Linked DNA regions of Bicyclus anynana: region 2 is linked to region 1. The links are chromatin contacts, called in public Hi-C maps. All regions are on one chromosome and are shown on one strand. Each heading gives the region's core, a stretch centred on a gene start, on an enhancer-like site or on the middle of the called end of the contact. The rest is flanking DNA. Distances are from core to core; before and after follow the strand shown. Region 1 has its middle 12 kb from the start of LOC112042976. Region 2 has its middle 14 kb from the start of LOC112042999.

Evidence for each region. Hi-C and Micro-C count contacts between places; a contact is called where the count stands out from the background.
Region 2: a Hi-C map of whole body shows a contact between it and region 1, with 1.9 times the contacts expected there. The contact joins two enhancer-like sites. A contact is called at or near these places in 2 of 2 Hi-C or Micro-C datasets (whole body and whole larva).

Annotation. Positions count from the first base shown.
Region 1 is chr4:4,656,875-4,663,577 of ilBicAnyn1.1, forward strand. No RefSeq gene overlaps it. Among protein-coding and RNA genes, the nearest start is that of LOC112042976, 12 kb to the right of the region's middle. Within about 2 kb of position 3,442, at least 8 of the 8 cell types and tissues checked have open chromatin away from gene starts, as enhancers often do.
Region 2 is chr4:4,893,771-4,900,473 of ilBicAnyn1.1, forward strand. No RefSeq gene overlaps it. Among protein-coding and RNA genes, the nearest start is that of LOC112042999, 14 kb to the right of the region's middle. Within about 2 kb of position 4,136, at least 7 of the 8 cell types and tissues checked have open chromatin away from gene starts, as enhancers often do.

The DNA.
Region 1 (6,703 bases), core at 2,192-4,691:
GGAATTTACTTCAAATTAGAAAATTGAACTTTACTTATATACATTAAGGTTGATTATCGGTGGTGAGGTAAATTAGGAGTTGTGGTTATTCAATGTTTTTTTCATATTGAGCAGGTTCTACGCCACCCCGACTCCCGCGCGGCGCTAGCTGCATTCCTCGCGTGTTAGTCACTGAACCGTTGGATTAGTGAGATCGAGATTTTATCAGAGCGAGGAGGCAGCCAGGTTAATTAGGGGCGCATGACGTTATAATGATTTGTGAAGACCTTCTGTGAAATTGGTTTCATTCAAATCATTCTATCATTTCTGGAGCAATTTCACACTTTATACATACTCGTAGGTATGGCGTATCGCTAAAATATGTATGTTGATTTTAATAACAAAATATCACTTACATATACATACACAAATAGATATTTGACATTATTAAGATTTTAATTGCCTTATGTTATGGCTCTACAGTCTACTACATCATCGAACATGATTGATTCGATTCATGTTTATAAGCAATGATAATTTTTCGGTTACGTCCCTACAAAATCACTGCAAAAAGTGATCCGAACACACACAACACTGAGCGCACACATGCAGAATTTAGTCTTTAATTCCATTATATATTAATGAATATAGTTTTTACACTTCCTGAACACACAACTCGACATTTTAGACGATATTCAGTTATTATTTGTTTAAATAACGTTCGTTGTAGAGAACAACTAACATTGAGTTGACTATAAATTTCCTCTTTTGGACGCCCCATTTTTCATGCGCTAGTAACACATCTAACAATATTTAATATCATTGTTTATAAGCGATGATTTCCACTTACCGTCGAATGGGTTTGTTCGTTAATTATAAAATATTAAAAAAAAGAAGCGTGTAAAGCTGGCATAACAATTAAAATACAACTGTCCCTCTAGTTCATTAAATTAAAACGTTAGAAAGGTGTGTTAAATTACCTGCGAAATATCTTAATGGCCGATATGTTAAACATACCAAACGATTAAGGTTAACAACAGCGAACTTACTCGGTTACTCCTACAAATTATGATTTATACATTGACGGAGTATGAATATCATGAATATATTTGACACATGTAAAACCGTGACGTTTTATAAATAGACGAATACTTTTTGACGGCCTCCGTGGTCTTACAAGACGGAGGTCCTGGGTTCGATCTTAATTGGTCCAGATCTGGCTGGTGGGAGGCTTTGGCCGTGGCTAATTACCACCCTACCGACAAAGACGTACCGTCAAGAGATTTAGCGTTCCGGTACGACGTCGTGTAGAAACCGAAAGGGGTGTGGATTTCATCCTCCTCCTAACAAGTTAGCCCGATTCCATTTTAGATTGCATCATCACTTACCATCAGGTGAGATTGTAGTCAAGGGCTAACTTGTAAAGGAAAAAAATTAAAATACTGAAGTATGGTAACGGCATATGTTAGTTATTTTTATACATCTCGCTGGTAGTGTGCCAATACGCGGTAGAGCCTCAATAGCTCAACGGTAAAGCGGTCGGACTCATCACCGAGGGGTGTTGGTTCGATCCCCGCCCGGTTGGTTTATTGTCGTACCCACTCATAATGGAGAAGAATGGGAATAGTGGTCATATAAAAAAAATATGGCAAATATTCTTTAAAAAATACTTTATTACATAGGTACCTAGGTATATTGAATTTTGCAAGAACAAACAGACACTCATATTTTCTACACAAAGTTAGAGGTTGAAAAAATACCTACAATATACTTGTCATCATCATCATTCCAGTGCACGGGTCTCCTTATGAGAGAGGGGATCTGGAGCTTAGACCCACCTCGCTGCTCTAATGCGGGTTAGCGAGCCTGGTGATGTTTGGCTCTGTTATGATTACTAATACAGATAATAATGATGACTGCGGACCCGACTTTCTTCTAATGTGTTCTCCGATGCACGGCTTTTCAACTCTGAACTTTCAAGAGAAAAGCCTGACTCATGAGTCGAACTTAGGACCTCTGAAATAACTTCTACCTCTTTCAAATTATCCTGCTATCTTTGTTTCTGATATGTAACCTTAAATCATTTGAGATCGTTGTCAACTGCATTGTAGTGAAATAAAAAAAATAAAAACCCTTCTAGGCTCAGTATAAAACATCTTAGCACGTCAATAAAAAATAAACATTGTGCAGCATACTAACCTGTTTGAATGTATCGAATATTGATATCGCTTAGAACTTGTTATGACTCCTTTACACGTTTTAGACTGTGATTTTTCGTGACGAAGTACGGAATATGTTTACATTATTATGGTTTTGGTAACACAATCTTCCACTCATAGTACAAAAGAAATAGGAGAGAAAAATGGAGCTTTGAGTTACAGAAGTACATTTGCGTGACTAATCAGCAATAAGAATATTCGCTCATATAGAACCATTTAATTACTATGTACTACGTAGTACATAGTAATTCAATGTATAGATCAACGAATTGGGAAACTGTAGTAATGGCCGGGGCATATAGTTCGAAGGGCCGGTAGTGGTTGGAGTCATAACATGCTAGAATGACGACCCCGTGTAGACGACCTCCCACTAGATGGACCGACGACATCATGCTAGTTAGGGAGCCGCTGGAACCTAAAAAAATCTCAAGAAAAAAATCTGTACCTACCTACTTCAGTTCTTGTAGATATTTATTATTTTATTTTATTTACTAGTAAGTGTAAAAAAGCCTACAATTTTAAAGGTATATTCTGATATTCATGATTCGTTTCGTTCGTCGTTATCAACTCATATTCGGCTCACTTCTGAGCTCGCTGAGTCCACCACGCTGGCTCAATGCGGATTGGCAGACTTCACACACGCAGAGAATCAAGAAAATTATCTGGTATGCAGGTTTCCTCACGATGTTTTCCTTCACCGTTTGAGACACGTGATATTTAATTTCTTAAAATGCACACAACTGAAAAGTTGAAGGTGCATGCCCCGGATCGGATTGGAGCCCACACCCTCCGGAATCGGAAACAGAGGTCATTTCCACTGGGCTATCATTGCTTTTCATGATTCACCTTTAGTATGTCTCGTAACAGCCGTGATAGCCCAGTGGATATGACCTCTGCCTCCGATTCCGGAGGGTGTGGGTTCTAATCTGGTCCGGGGCATGCACCTCGAACTTTTCAGTTGTGTGCATTTTAAGAAATTAAATATCACGTGTCTCAATCTGTGAAGGAAAACATCGTAAGGAAACTTGCATACCAGAGAATTATCTTAATTCTCTGCGTGTGTGAAGTCTGCCAATCCGCATTGGGCCAGCGTGGTGGACTAATAGCCTTACCCCTCTCATTCTGAGAGGAGACTCGAGCTCAGCAGTGAGCCGAATATGGGTTGACGACGTATATCTCGTAAGACTGGACGTGTGTAGGGCGCATAACGGCGACATACCGCGCGGCGAGGCGCGGCGCGTCAAAGACTCGCCCGCGGCTGTTTTCGCGCGTCGAACCCGCAGCCCGTACCCACTATACTCGTATACAATACCCAATACTCGTAATACGAGTTTCATGCAGGCACATGTCTGCGAGCTAAGGACCTACACTTGTTTTATTACTACGATACTTTGACGCCAGCGTGTCTAGTTTTTTCTTCGAGATTAATTAATTAGTGTGCTCTATTTTTATGAATAAAGTTTTGGAAGTATGAATAGTGAATAATAAACTAAACACATAAATCTAGATTAATTATAAATCTAGCGTTTCTTCTTAAGGTAGCATTACTAGCTTTTGCCCGCGACTTCGTCCGTGAGGAATTCGATTTTTTCTCAAGAATCGATTTTTATATTTGTTACTCTTAGATTAATCTTGTTGTGAAAATCATGACTCCTACTTTATTGGAGAGGGGATATGCAGCTTAGACCCACCACGCTGGGCTATTTTCAACGGACGTTAAAAAGTGTTCAAATACAACAAAATGCATTTCCAATCCCAAGTAGGTATAAGTTCATAACTCTCGTTGTTGAGAGTATGAGGACAGAACCACACGATTGAAGTAAAATTTATTTAGCTCTCCCTGTCAACGTCCGTTCGCCTCGTCCGATTACACTTTTCGTAACGCATTCTTCAGCTCACTCCACAAGTCAAGCGTGCGTAAAGACGTGTAGGTATTTAAAAAATCTTAGACTGCAACTGATTCAGGAGAATACAAGCTTTATATTAATGGACATTATCAAGTGCTTTATAACAGCTTTTTTTTTTAAAAGAAAAAAATAAAGTGACAAAGTGAAATGCTAGTTATGTTCATGTGATCCGCGCGACAATTTTTTATCGAGTGTATCAACAGAGGCGATATTATAAATTAGGCTCATATCTCCGCCGGCTGACAGGCTTTGAAGGGATGGGAACGCACGGCCCGGGCGCAGCCTGTATGCGCAGTGATGTTTGCCTTATGACATTCTTTTTATTAGTTGTCTGTGGACTGTGACGCGCGCCCCGATACAGGGCGGCCATTTTGATATTTATTTTTTGTTAAACACATAGCCGGTTTTGCATTTTCGTGATTCCTTTTAGAGGATTAGATTTTAAAGCAATAAAACAATCTTACAATCACACGCTGTACCACCACGGTTGTTTGATCAATAATCTCTATTAATTAGAATACCTACCTGTTTTTAGAACTTACCAATTAATAAAGTTTAATTAAAAACTCTTAAATAAAAACACGAATCGGTTAGGTAGTAATTTTTTTTGATAACTTTTATCTTTTTTATAAGTTAGTTACGAGGAATATTCTCTGATTTATGTATCTGTTGATATTGATATATTTATCATGCAATTAACCGAATCAATAAATCCTATTTGATGAATATGATAGTGAATTTTAAAAATCAAACTTCTAGTTTTTTTTAATTTATTATCCGATTTCTACTTTTGCGGTAAACCATTCATCATCATACCTAATTTATAACTTATCGTTATTTATTAAAAATAATTGAATGATAGACTGTTTTATTTAATACCTACTCATCAACTTGTAAAAATAAATCTTCGAAATATAAAAACTACGCTATTTCAAGCAGTGTATTCGAAGGTAGAGTCTCATACTCTAAGACATGAAAAATAGGAGCCACACACGAGCTCAAAGCCCATTCATGCAACAGAGGAGATAAATAAAAATGACACTGAAAAACATTTTTCACAGAATGGAACAGAAGTGCCGAGGAAAGCGAAAAAATTCTATTCTTCACCTCCTTTTGTTATTTCCTTGCACGATATTAATGATACGGAACTTGTGCTAACAATGGGAACGTTTATTTCTCTTAACTGGACCACAATGGCGCTGGCGTTCCCAATCGCCCTTAGAAAACGCCGGACTGTTTTAATATTTCTTTATTTTTTATCGGCTAAGCATTTCTGTGATTAAGTAACGTTTATTAAATACCGTTAAATGTTGTTTTTTCTTGACAAATAACTATGTAATTGGTAATGATAACGTAACACACCTAGGTACCGTTTGTAGCTTTTAGCAGCTTTTGCGTAAGATAGCTGAGAATTGACAGACGACAGGAAAAAATTAATTGATCGTAGAATTTATAGCAGAACTTATTTTAGATTTGATAAGCTGAAAATTAATTATTTCAGTAATGAGAATTTTAGTACCTAATTAAACTCCTAGTTGGTATCTATATTGTTGAGTACGATATCACTTAACTTTAGGTGGATAATTTGTTGGCTCCGATAACTACCTAGAGTACCTAGAGTAAAAAATAAATAATACTGCGTAATAATAATCGTCATCATATCAGCCGATGGACGTCCTCATTTCTGATTCGATCACGCAAAGATACTCCTATCATAGCTCGTTCCATCGCCCGCTGTGTGACTCTGAGTCTTCTTATGAGGCCCATAGTTAGCGACCAAGTCTCGGAACCATAGGTTCCTCATAGTCCACATAGGACTCAAAGTTATATAGGTAAGCCCTGCTTACCTATATAACTTTGAGTTACTAGTTTGCTGGTTTTGATATGGTAAGGCGGTTCACTTTTTTTTTAAAAATAAAGTATTTTCTCAAGCTACAATCAAATATTGTCATAATAGGTATAACAATTATGAATGAAGTTTAACCGTCAGACAGTTAAAGACAGAAGTATCAGAAAATTAGATAACACGAATACGAAATACGACGTGTTGTGAGGCGTGTCGTTTCATGTCGACACAAGCAAACGATTAGCAGGTCCTGGGCAAAAAAAGGGGAACACAAAAACAGACGAACACAATGCATCCATGAAAAATCTTCACAAATAAAACAACCTTTGGATCACCGCCCGGCGCGGCTTTATACGGTTAAATATGTACATATTAACCATTCGATCGTGCAACGTCATCATTTACCTACGGTTTGGGCAAACGTTCACAATTGCCCGTGTAATATTAATAAGGCCCTTGAAATATTGCCTGTCGGCGATTATTTGACGTTAATTCCTTTATTTTGCGCGCTTATGCGATTAAATTGGCAATTTATTTTGGGGTTAACGTTGTATGCAATAAAATAATATTGGGGTTCGGACATATGGGGTAGACTTCAGACGTTAGGAATGAAAAAAAAATATTTATACCGTCGCGTCGGTCGTTTCTTTATGAAACGAAAATCATGCCATATGGAAAGCATTATTGCCAACGACATTATATTGTACCTTGATTATTGTGGTCTAAATCACACTTGCCTAGAAAATGTATTT
Region 2 (6,703 bases), core at 2,886-5,385, 240 kb after region 1:
CAAGAACTTGAAGTTATTTATTTACACGATACGAAAAACCATTTTTTTTTAAATTTTGTATGTCTGCCTGTTTGTGTGTTTGTTCGGACTAATCTTTGAAACGGCTGAACCGATTTTAACAGGACATATCATTGACATATATATGATAGAAGATGTTAAATCAATGATTAAACATCTTTCCGATTTGTAGTTTTTTTTATTAATTGTTAATTATATCCTTTTAGCTCCACAGTTAAAGAACCCGATTGAAATACAAGATAACTTTTAAATGATTCTCTCTTATTGGCCAATTTGTTTGCTATGTCCATGTCCACTACTAGCCACAGCCTTTTTCTTAGAGTTTAAAGATATTTAAAATACAATAGCTTAATCTTAATTAACTTAAAAATATACCTTTTCAGGAAAACCGGTAAATGGATCGCTGCAAGGAAATTGCAAACTATGCCGTAAAAGTCGCCTTATCTAGTGGACAAGGCGGCGCCCTAATTCATAGGGATTAATGTGACTAGTGAGGAGCTAGCCGGGTCGAAACATAGCCGCAAAACGTAACATCCAATTTGATCCAAATCTTCAATTCTTCGTCGTGATAAAATGTTTTTTTTATAGTACATACATACTATTTATAGTACATACATATATATTTATTCTTGGACTTTGGCGGTACATCTCAATCTTCCAAAATTGCATTAAATGGTGTAACCCTACCAGCTTGCTCCGATTTTCGGTACCTCGGATCGCTTTTTCAAAACGATGGCAATGTGGACCGAGACGTGAAAAGTAGAATGAATGCGGGATGGATGAAATGGCGACAGGTCTCAGGTGTACTATGTGAAAATATACCTTTTCAGGAAAACCGGTAAATGGATCGCCGCAAGGAAATTGCAAACTATGCCGTAAAAGTCGCCTTATCTAGTGGACAAGGCGGCGCCCTAATTCATAGGGATTAATGTGACTAGTGAGGAGCTAGCCGGGTCGAAACATAGCCGCAAAACGTAACATCCAATTTGATCCAAATCTTCAATTCTTCGTCGTGATAAAATGTTTTTTTTATAGTACATACATACTATTTATAGTACATACATATATATTTATTCTTGGACTTTAGCGGTACATCTCAATCTTCCAAAATTGCATTAAATGGTGTAACCCTACCAGCTTGCTCCGATTTTCGGTACCTCGGATCGCTTTTTCAAAACGATGGCAATGTGGACCGAGACGTGAAAAGTAGAATGAATGCGGGATGGATGAATGGCGACAGGTCTCAGGTGTACTATGTGACCCGCGAATGCCTCTTAGACTTAAGGGTAAAATATACAAAACGGTTGTAAGACCTGTCGTGCTGTATGGTTCAGAATGTTGGGCGGTGAAAGGGACGGATAGTAAACGAATGCATGTGAACGAAATGCGAATGTTGAGATGGATGTGTGGTGTGACAAGAATAGATAAAATAAGGAATGAGTATATAAGAGGAAGTCTGAAGGTGGCGCCAGTGACAGAAAAATTGAGGAGTAGAAGGTTAGCTTGGTATGGACATGTAATGCGTAGAGAGGAAAGTCATATTCCTAGAAAAATGTTGAATGTGCAAGTGGAAGGTCATAAGAGGAGAGGATGGCCAAAGAAGAGATGGTTGGATTGTGTGAAAGAGGACATGTGTGTAAAAGGAGTGTATGATGAGTTGACAAGTAATAGAGACGAATGGAAAAGATTGACATATTTTTCCGACCCCACTTAAGTGGGATAAGGGTAAGGAGATGATGATGATGATGATGACATACTAATTTCTTTTATAATCTTAGCTTTAATGATTTGAAGAAAACCCATCACTCACATCATCATTACCATCAACATATAATAATTAATGGCTCACGGTTGTGCGTACAACAGAACCATTAGGGTCTTGTCTCGCTCATGTCGCTTTTTGACATTCCATTCCATTACATACTTTTTAGTCCTTCGTCAGAAATCCTGAAACTTATTTAAGTACAAATATCTCAAAGTAAAAACTGAAACCAGTAGGTAAGTGGCACAAGTATGCCTCTATGAGAGTTACTTACATATTTGTTCCTTTTGCCATGGAGACCCTTGGACCATGGTGTTGCAGTGCCAATAAAGTTCTCCGAACTAAGTATTTCACCGCAGCTAGTTGCCTCTACTGGTGACCCGTGACAGAGGGGCTGGGTCATTTTTCGTGCAAAGGATCAGCCTGTCTGAAATGCAACCAGTATTCTTGCCACGATTCCACATAACCAAGATTTGTATAGTTATCAGAATAAGTTAGCTAAGTTTCCTAGTATTCTTTTTCAATAAAAGAAAGTATATCTTTAACAGTATTTGTCAAATGGTTGGTACGAAATCAGTGTCCGACAAATAACGCCATGATTGTTCTATTTCCCGAAAAATATATATAAAAAAGTCATGTTTGATTCTTGCACTTTGTTACCTGCTATCTGCCAAAGCCACGTTTGATTCTTGCATTTTGTTACCTTCTATCTGCCAAAGCCACGTTTGATTCTTGCACTTTGTTACCTGCTATCTCCCAAAGCCACCATGATCATAAACTCCATAGTTTACTTAAGTATACCTCTACTAACATATACGTTCCACTTTTCAAAATGTTGGAATTCTGGATTTTAGACCTATTTACTTTTATATGGTTATAGAGTATAATAATATTTATCATTTATACCTAAGACAAAGTATGGTAAAATAGCCTTATAAATAAAACATCTTCTTACCTGTTATTTACGAGATTGCGTTCGCAGCTAAACACCATTTAGTGAAATTACGTTTACGGAAGCTCCGCGCCGCAAGGAAAATGGATTTTCCCAAAATTGATTAAATCACAACATTGTTACGTAAATAACCTTGATTACCTCAGATATACAGATTTGCGATTATATTCCTTGGCCTTTTATATTGAGAAAAAATAGGTATCTAAAATTGTTTGACAGAATTGTTCCATTTTAAAAGTGATGCACGATACTGTGACCCTTGGTTGAACCACTACAACCTTTTATGGTAATCAAGGGTTTCCACGCAGATGAAATCGCAGGCATGTACTAGTAGGTACCTGATGAATAGTAGACATACGACTTACGAGTAGCTAAGTCTCTACTTATCAGCTGTGAATATGAGAATATATACCTCTGTATATTGATTATTTTTCTACGAAACCTCTTTCCCACGTTGCATATCCTCTATCTACATTAGGTGACACGTAATATATTGCAACTTGCGAGGGAACTGTATATTATTCCAATTTTCTGTATAGGCAACTGGCACAGCGGTAAGCGGTGTCTCTTTAGGAGAGAAATTGCACAGGAAATAATATAGGTAGTTCATTTGTCTTCTGCTTCTGCAGAATTTTACTCTTTATTTTACTTGGACTTTAAAATATTTCTATAGTAGCTACTTAAGTAGGAACTACTTCTAATGTAGTCTAAAAATCCGCGGTAAAAACGACTTTCACCTATCTGGTTTATTGGATGAAAACTGATTAGAAAATTGTTGCGAGTAGACTGCCTAAAAAATCCTGGACAAACTAGTATATGTATATTCGTTATCAACCCATATTCAGCTCACAGCTGAGCTCGAGTCTCCTCTCAGAATGATGATGAGCCGTGATATCCCAATGGATATAACCTCTGCCTCCGATTCCGGAGGGTGCTGGTTCGTATCTGGTCTGGGGCATGCACCTCCAAGATTTCAGTTCTGGACTACTGGTTGTGTGCATTTTAAGAAATTGAATATCACGTGTCTCAAACGGTGATGGAAAACATATGTATATTAACCATTGTTATCTATTACCACTACTAATGATATGTTGACCGAAGTTTTTGTGTATATACCATCTAGATACTAGGTAATATATATTACACGAACTATAGGGTACGCCTACACCTTTTCTATCCAAATCAGCACAATAGCATCTTAGATTGCATCGACACTTAACATAAGGTGAGATCGCAGTTAAGCGTTAATTGGTCAAACAATCAAAGAATAAAAAATATAGGCGTCTATTTTATGTCAATAGTAAACTAGGTATCTCCTACCTACCTGTGTAATGAATAAACTGTCACAAGGTAACCCCAACTACAAGTCAGACAGTGCCGTCAATTAATTACCGCAACAAAGCATCGGGAATCGATTGCTCGGAGGTTTCTCAAAGGGAGATCGGCGAGGCTTGACTGCCTTGTCTGATTATAAGACACCTCCCGCCGCAGTTCAGATATTTATGTAGTGATTCTAGTTTAATTTAGTATAGAGGATTAGCGATTACAGTGTTTTTTTTATAGCATAGTATCTAATAATCTACAGACCAAGCATCTGCAATTTATCCTACGTTGAAAACTTCTATACTAATATTATAAAGAGTTAAAGTTTTGAAATTGTAGGGGGTAGGTAATCTCTGGATCTAAACCGATTCGGAAAATTCTTTTACCAATGAAAAGGCACGTTGTTTTTTTATCATATATTTTTTAAGTTTGAACAATATTCCCATTCCCCTCCAACTAGTTAGGATAGACTGTATTAGAAGATGGGTACGACAATAGTCCAACGGGGCGGGGATCGATCCACCACCCCTCGGTGATGAGTACGACCGCTCTTTCCGTTGAGCTATTGAGACTCTATTGAGCTGTTTGTGGGTGAGGGTGAGAGTGAGTATACCCACGGGAGCGTAAACTACGCGAAAAAACCGCGGGGCGTCGGCAGGGCGTGCAAGAGAACGTCCTGCGTGCAAATAATTTCTGTTTATATTAACTTTAGTTAGGTAAGGCGTAGTGTTAAGCTAGATCAATGATGTGTGATGGCAGCAATAAGCATGGGGTGATATTCCCAGGACTAGCTTTGTTACAAGAAAGCACTTATTACTAAATATATTATACTATATGACGCCGCGCGGTTTCAACCCGTTCCCGAATTTTTCAAATCGGACCAGTAGTAGGTACCTGAGATTAGCGCGTTCAAACAAACAAACTCTAACCTATAAGCAGTCAGCACTGCTTAAGATATCACAGTGTATAAACTAATTATTACTCTTTTTTGAGTGCTGATAGGTAACATCGATAGGTAATTTGTTTCTCATTGTGTATTTTTCTAATGAGACCGCAAAAGCGTCACCGAGGGACGTTCGTATAAAAAACTCTGCCAGAGAAAGGGCCTAGAAGGACGCAGAAGAATGGAAAGTCTCTTTAAAGGTGTGTAAGAGCCTGCCTAAAAAGTTTGGAGCGCTGGGGTTTAAAAGCTGAGAGGTTGGAATCTACATGTGGAGGATCTAAAAGTGCCAAAGAACTCATTTAAATAGTGAACCAAAACACACCATCCAAAGACCATAATACATATATTTCAGTAATATATCAATTTCTTTCAAAGATAGAGTGCCGGTAAAAGTAACATTAGCAAGTTGGAATAACTTTCAAAGATAAATCGGTCTTTGATTGTAATCGTATATTCTCGCATCGCAGGCGGGCGCCGATAAGTGATTCCAGCTAGAGCACAACTTGGAGCAGTGCATGGGAAGTTAATGGGCAAGTCTAGTTAAAGTGCTATTTACACATCGACTCTTAATTGCCATCCCGGGAACTTTCCGAAGGAACACTCTAAGTATAAGTACAATATTCCGACTTGAAAACTCGTTTGCAATGTGATCACAACTAACTATTTCGTAAAAGGCTAAAATTTCTGAGTACCAAGTTACCTAATGAAATTTATATTAATCCATTGATTACGTCTATGTTTAATCGAAATGATTAAAAAAAATCAAAGTTCGTCTATCAAAGAACGAGACATTCATTTTGAATAGTAAAAATTCTAATATTTTTAAGTTATCTGCATATACACCTACTTAACTGCCACGTTGGTCCATGTTGCTTCGGATCAGGATCCTGGGTTCTGGAATCTAAGATCCATCTGAGCTCTTCTTTCTTCTAAGAAAATTTCAGTAAACATTCTCAGCTTCGAGTTGGGAAATTAGTGGTTCCCGTGCCTTGACGAGCACGTTAAGCCGTCGGTCCCGGTTATTATCTTTATTACCCTAATCCCTTCAAGCCGCATTAAAGCAGCGTGATGCGTTTAGGCTCCATCTCCCCTTTCCTATAAAGGAGAAAAGAAGAGGAAAAAAGACGAGAAATTTATGATAAGCACAAAATATATCAAACGAATCGAACAATGAGACACGTATGTTTGTAAGGAAAGTTCAGAGAAAATCAGGGAAAAAGTTTTACGAGAAACGTTTGATAAATGGAGCCGATTTCCGTTTGTTTTCCCCCGAAATGACTATAATATTTGAACGCCTTTTATTGATGAAAATTCTGGTGTTTTCCCCGTAGACTCAGTGTTCCCAAATGTTTTCATGTCAAGTAATCAGGAAAGTGTCGACGATGTTTAGAAACTTAACTCCATACTCATTTTCCAACTTAGTTTATCGTTAGTAGTTAAATTACGGTTTGGTGTATTAATCTAGCGATGGGGTAGCCGCTGGGTGCAGGCGGCTAAAATAGATTGAAAATCCTTAAAATTATTAGGATGATGATGATGATGATGTCGACGATGTAGTATAAGGCTACTCTCTACTAGATGGTCTAGGACCATCTAGGGAAGGATTTTGTTCGCATATTTCCTGTTCACGCACGTGAACACGTCTTTCTCTGTTGCTTAAACTTAGGGCGTCTACGTTACTTAAGAGACGACTGAGAAAAAAAAT